Regions from separate parts of the Mus musculus genome. Here region 1 is linked to region 2. Evidence: chromatin contacts called from public HiChIP or PLAC-seq data. All regions are on one chromosome and are shown on one strand. The core of a region is the stretch at or near the end of the contact, and the rest is flanking DNA. Distances in the headings are between cores, read along the strand shown. Region 1 holds the start of 1810013L24Rik (RIKEN cDNA 1810013L24 gene). Region 2 has its middle 22 kb from the start of Gm25805.

Region 1 (2,932 bases), core at 147-2,646, 42 kb before region 2:
GAAAACACACTCAGAACATCGGCTGTCAACCGGAACGTGGCCTGCCCTTCCTCCCTCCCCGCCTACCCTGGCAAGACAGCAAGGTTATCTTTACCTTTATAGAGGTTGGTGACGGCGGTGGCTGCGTTTTGGAAGGGGACCCAGAGAGAAAGTCCTGGCTGCTGACACACTCGGTCTGGAAACAAAAAGGGGGGAAAAAAAACAATAGGGGGGGGAAAAAGACACACACAAGGACATAGAGAAAGAAGAGAATGTTATTTGGGCGTCACTCACTCCGGAACGGCCATATTAGGTTTCGCCATTTTGTTCAGGATTTGGGGATCCCAAAGGGAGCGTGAGACCGGAGTTACTGGGTCGAGGAAGGGGAACCTGACAACAGCGCAACCCGAGTGGCGAACGCCGCCCGGCAGGCTCAGGGAAGCGCCCCTAGCAGTCTCCGCCCCGAGGCCGGCTCGGGGCACAATAGGGCCGCCCCACCGCCTCCTTCGCCATTTTGTGACAGGGACTCCTCCCCTACCCCCACGATCCGACCGGGGACACCCGGACCGGTACGTGGGGACCCTCGGGAGGTACTCTAAATCGGGGGTCTCCCCATCCTTCATCGTAGTTTTCCCCCTCCCAGGGTAGCTCCTCCGTCGCCGTCCTGCGGGTCAGATGGCCAGGGGTCCGCGGCACGGCCCTCCCCTCCCAGTCGTCCGGCTATCCCCGCAGGGTGCGAGGAGCCGCCAGGTCCCGGGGACCGAGCCGGGAACCGGGGGGAAGAGCAGCTCCGCAGGCCGGGGCGGCGCCAAGATGGCGGCGCGGCCTCACCTTTGTAGAGCTGAGCCACGGCCGTGGCCGAGTTCTGGAAGAGATGCCACAGCTTCTGTTGCTTGTGCTCGGGCTGCGCGGCGGCCGCCGCCTCCTCCTGCAGCTCGGGAGACAACTGCTCGTCCTGCTCGGCCTCGGCCAGGCACTGCCGCTCCCACTTGGAGAACCAATGCTCCGGCCCGTGCTCCTGGATCTCCGCCTCGCCCTCCTCCTTCCGCTCCTCCATCCTCCGCGGCCTCCCGCGGCCTGGCCGCCGCCGCCGCGTCCTCCTTAAGCGCGGTCCCCGCGGGAACGTCGTCGTCGACAGGCCCGGGAACGAGGGGCCCGGCGGCCGGCCCAGGCCTCTGTGCAAGCCCGCGGAGCCGGCACCCACCCCGCACAGCCCGAGTCCTCTGCCCACCAACCCCGCTCCGAGGTGCCGCACCCTGCCCTAGCCTCGCCCGCACCCCTTTACCGCCCACCCACGGCCCCGCGGCCTCGGTCCGACCGCCGCCGCTCTCCAACCGGCGTTCCCTGTCCGGCCTGCGCCGCCGAGCCCACCTCGAAGACTGAGGAACGTCGTCTACGGCGGCGGCGTCGACGCCTCTGCGGCGACCGGGCCCCGCCCTCCCCCGCCCACATGCTGACTGGAAAGCGCCGCCCACTTGGCCAGCGGCGCTTCCCCGGCAGGAGGCGGTTGGGGCGCGCCCACCGTCGACCTTCCCCATTGGCCCGCCGCAACGGGTTCCGCGTGCTGGCCCCTGAACGCAGCGTTCTGATTGGCTTACCCGCCTGTCGAACTGATGTCATCAATGGGCGGGGGGCTGGGGGAAGGAGTAAATGTCAGGGAACTTGAAGACTGTAGAGCAGGGAGGAGTTGACAGTGTTTGCGTGCGACCAACCAAAGCAGAAGAAGAAATATCTGTACACTGGAGCCAAGGGATTGCGCTTGCGCGGTGCTCGCTTCGCTCCCGCACCCCGTCTGAGAGTCACGTGACTCCGCCGGGTGACCGCACCCCGCGGGGGCCTTTCCCGGGCTTGCAAGTGCATGGTCACGCAGTGTTTATGTGCTGACTCCTCGAGTTCCTGAGAAGTGCAGTCTACCTCTGTTTGCAGCGCCCTTTCTATGTTTTTTTAATGCCAGAATTCCCAACCTTAGTGGGGCAAGTAAAGCGTGTGAATCCAAAGGAAAATTCTCCGGAGGTGTGAGCGACCTGGGGACGCTCACCGAGATTTCCCGGAGAAGGGGACCGGAGGGAGCTGGACACCAGGGCCGCCTGGCGGACAGTGCGCCCAGCGCTAGTAGCGGCCCGGCACCTGTCCCATGCACGCTCCCGGGACACGTGCGACCGCCGCGTCCCGCCCCCGCCCCCCATGTGCAATTGCTGGCACCCGGGCCCCTGCACTGCTCACTCAGAGTGATCAGTGCCAGGAAAGAGGTCTGGAAGCCTGGGAACAAGAGGGCAGCACAATGACGGGACCTCTCAGCCTCTGAGCTGACAGCTTATGTATGCCATCTGTACTGGATGGAAGTCCTGCAGGATCTGATCCTGCCTGCTCTGGCTTCTCCGGACTTCTCCCTGATCTGTCTGGTTCCCAGAGCCTAATCTCTGGACTCTCTGAAAGTTCATATTCCATTTTCCTTAGGACTAGGCTCAAAGCCAGGTGTGCTGGTGCTCTTTGTTTTGTTTCCTTCTTTTTTTTTTTTTTTTTTTTTTCTTTTTTGGTATTTCGAGACAGGGTTTCTCTGTATAGCCCTGGCTGTCCTGGAACTCACTTTGTAGATAGACCAGGCTGGCCTTGAACTCAGAAATCCGCCTGCCTCTGCCTCCGGTGCGCCACCACGCCCGGCCTGTTTTGTTTCTTGAAACAACTTTTTTTTTTTTTTTTTTTGGTAGTTTTGGGATTGCCTTGAAATCATAGAGATCCTCCTGCCTCTACCTCCTGGGCGCTGGGATTAAAAGCCTTTGCCACCACACCTTGTGATGCGTTTTTGTTTTTTATTTTGTTTTATGTATAATTTATTTTAATTTTACTTATTTTTGTATTATATTAGATAATATGTAACATTACATTATTGTTATATTTTATCTTATTTTTTATAATTTGCTTTATAAATAATTCATATTTTAATATATGATTC
Region 2 (2,961 bases), core at 2-2,501:
AGAAGACTAGAATAAGTATAAATATACCAGACTTATCTTTGGAGTAGAGTCACAGATTTTTTAAAAATTTGTTTACTTTTATGTGTCCTTTGCTATTTTAATTTCATTTTTATGGGTGTTTTGCCAGCATGTATGGTGTTTGACAAATGTGTAGTGCTTTTGGAGGTCAGAAGACAGAGCTAGATCCCCTGAAACTGGAGTTACAGATAGTTGTGAGCCATTATATGGGTGCTGAAAATCAAACCTGGGTCCTTTGGAAGAGCATCCTATGTTCTTGACTGCTGAGCCATCTCTTTACCTTCTGCCACCTACACACACACACACACACACACACACATACACACAGAGTTTGTACAGGGTGGGTGGTTTGTTTTGTTTTTACTTTCAGACAATATATTTTTATTGTATGTTTCCCCTCCCCCGACTCCTCCTGGCTTCTTCCCTCCCTCCCCACCCACATTGGTGTCCTTTCTCTCCTTTCAGAAGTGAAGCAGCGGAATGAACCCTATGTAGTTAATTGGTCCTCTCAAAGTTGCCCTGTCTATGATGGGAAAGGTCCAGCCTGACCCCACAGGGATGCTTTTTAGCAAACAGTGACTGTCCTGGAAAGTCTGCCTGTGGGGTGTCTCTGCAAGGCCACAGATAGCCGAGTAAGGATGCCCACGAGGCAATGCAGTTAGGTTCAGCAAGACTCAGCAGCCTGTGTTGGTTTAAACTTCTAGAGTCTGACCCTGGGCAGTTGATTTATACACTGTACAACTTTGGAAAAAGGTTTCCTGGTGGCAATTATCACAATAATCCTTAGGGTGTGGCTAAATCACAATTCTTTTTGCAAGTACAGAGGCAGAGACAGGTGGAACCGCCTTCTCCACCAGCCCCAGCCACCACCACCCCCTGACCTATTTTTTCCCCATCCTTTCTTAGACAGAGTTTCACTAAGAAGCCCAGGCTTGGTTTGGACTTAAAATGATCCTCCTGTCAGGGACTCCCAAAAGCTGGGATTGTAGGCATGTACCACCATAGCTGCTATAAATAACATTTGTGTGTGTGTGTGTGTGTGTGTGTGTGAGAGAGAGAGAGAGAGAGAGAGAGAGAGAGGGAGAGAGAGGGAGAGAGAGAGAGAGAAATTTTGTTTAGCTAGCTTGGTCTACAGCGTGAGTTCCAGAACAGCCGGGGTTACAGACAACAAACCCTGTCTCAGAAGGGGGTAGGGGTGTCCTATTGACTGAGAAAGGGCACTCAGGGTAGAGGTCTAAGCTGAAGTATCTGGAATAAACAACATTGTCTGAGGATTCGGGTGAGGCCCTGGCCCTACCGGACAGCAAAGATCCCTGGGTTATTAACCACATCCATTCCCAGCTCTGCAGGTGGGAATAGGTATAAATAAGTCCTTTCTGTTCCAGAGGGGAGCCTGCTTGTTTAACATTCCTGGTTTCCCTGGTGCTGGCTGAGAGCAGCTCATGCTTAGCGTCTACCCCAGTATGCACAGGGCAGTCTCTGCTCATTGACACAGTCTTTCCTCTAGGCAGGAAGCTATTCATTAAGTCTGACATGTATAGCCTAGGTCATTATTTTTTGATATAGGGTCCCATGTAGAGTAGCCCATGCTAGCTTTTTCTTTTCTTTCTTTTCCTTTTTTTAAAAAATTTTTTTTATTTAGTCATTTATTTATTTATTTATTTAGTATGAATACACTATAGCTATCTTCAGACACACCAGAATAGAGCATCAGATTCCATTACAGATGGTTGTAAGCCACCATATGGTTGCTGGGAATTGAACTCAGGACCTCTGGACAAGCAGTCAGTGCTCTTAACCACTGAGCCATTCCTCCAGCCCCTTGTCTTTTCTTTTTTAAATGAAGACAGGGTTTCTCTGTGTACCCTCGGTTGTCCTGGAACTTGTTGTGTGGTCCAGGCCAGCCTCAGACTCAGAGATCTGCCTCCCAGGCCCTGAGGTTTAGGGTGTGCATCACCACTGCCTTGCCCCAAGCTGACTTTAAACTTGTGCTGTAACTAAGGATGACCTGGGACTCCTGTTCCTCCTGCTTCTACCTCCAACATTTTTGAAGGCAGGCATGGTGATCAGCCCTGTAATCCCAGCTACTAGGTAAACTGAGGTGGGAAGATGGAAAATTCAGGAATTGCGTAGACACCAGGCAGTGGTGGCACACGCCTTTGATCCCAGCACTTGGGAGGCAGAGGCAGGCGGATTTCTGAGTTCGAGGCCAGCCTGGTCTACAGAGTGAGTTCCAGGACAGCCAGGGCTATACAGAGAAAAAGAACTGCATAGACTAGAGAGTAAATTCAAGGTCAGACTAGGTAACTTAGTGAGATCCTGCTTCAAAGGAAAAAGCTTGCTGTTTTCATGAAGAAAAGAAAAAAGAATTGAGGAGGTGGTGGATAGAGCTCCTTCCTAGTAATTGTGAGGCACTGGTTTCAATCCCCAGTAACACACACACACACACACACACACACACACTCATACACACTCTCACACACACACACACACATACACTCATTCACACATACACACACACACACTCACACACACACTCACACACACACACACATACACACTCACACACACATACTCACACTCACATATTCACACATATATTCATGCTCACATACACACTCACATACACTCATACACACTCACACACATAACTGGATGTAGTGGCACATATCTGTAGTCGTAGTCCCAGATCGGAGACCAACCTGTAATGTATGAAGCCCTATATCAGTAAGAAAAATGGGCTGGGGATATAGTTCAGCACTTGCCTAGCACAGGCAGAACTCTGAGTTCAATCCCCAGCACTTCATGGTAGCAGAGAAAGGAAGACCAGAAGCTCAGTTCCATCCTCTACATAGTGAGCCTAGGCTATCCTGAATTACAGAGTATCGTGCCAAAAAAGAAAAAGAAAGTGGGGCCAGTGATAGCACATATCTTTAGTTCCTG

What was found. HiChIP or PLAC-seq counts read pairs in DNA pulled down with a chosen protein or histone mark.
Region 1: an H3K27ac HiChIP or PLAC-seq map of embryonic stem cells shows a contact between it and region 2, with 42 read pairs. The contact joins the promoter of 1810013L24Rik here to the enhancer-like site in region 2. A contact is called at or near these places in 1 of 39 promoter capture datasets (neutrophils), 1 of 15 datasets of contacts at CTCF or cohesin (the NIH/3T3 cell line), 5 of 484 Hi-C or Micro-C datasets (embryonic stem cells, forebrain, macrophages and 1 more), 14 of 115 datasets of contacts at active chromatin or transcription factors (the 230-238 cell line, the SCID.adh cell line, bone marrow-derived macrophages and 6 more) and 3 of 9 other capture datasets (adipose tissue, liver and pancreatic islet).

The regions. Positions count from the first base shown.
Region 1 is chr16:8,828,564-8,831,495 of GRCm38.p6, reverse strand. It overlaps 1810013L24Rik (RIKEN cDNA 1810013L24 gene), which reads right to left and starts at 1,396. Exons shown (of 4, transcript NM_001081400.3): 1 at 811-1,396; 2 at 95-175. The coding sequence starts at 1,036.
Region 2 is chr16:8,786,636-8,789,596 of GRCm38.p6, reverse strand. No RefSeq gene overlaps it. Among named protein-coding and RNA genes, the nearest start is that of Gm25805, 22 kb to the right of the region's middle. Within about 2 kb of position 1,251, at least 19 of the 459 cell types and tissues checked have an H3K27ac peak or open chromatin away from gene starts, as enhancers often do. A contact at or near this core is called in embryonic stem cells, where this site is marked.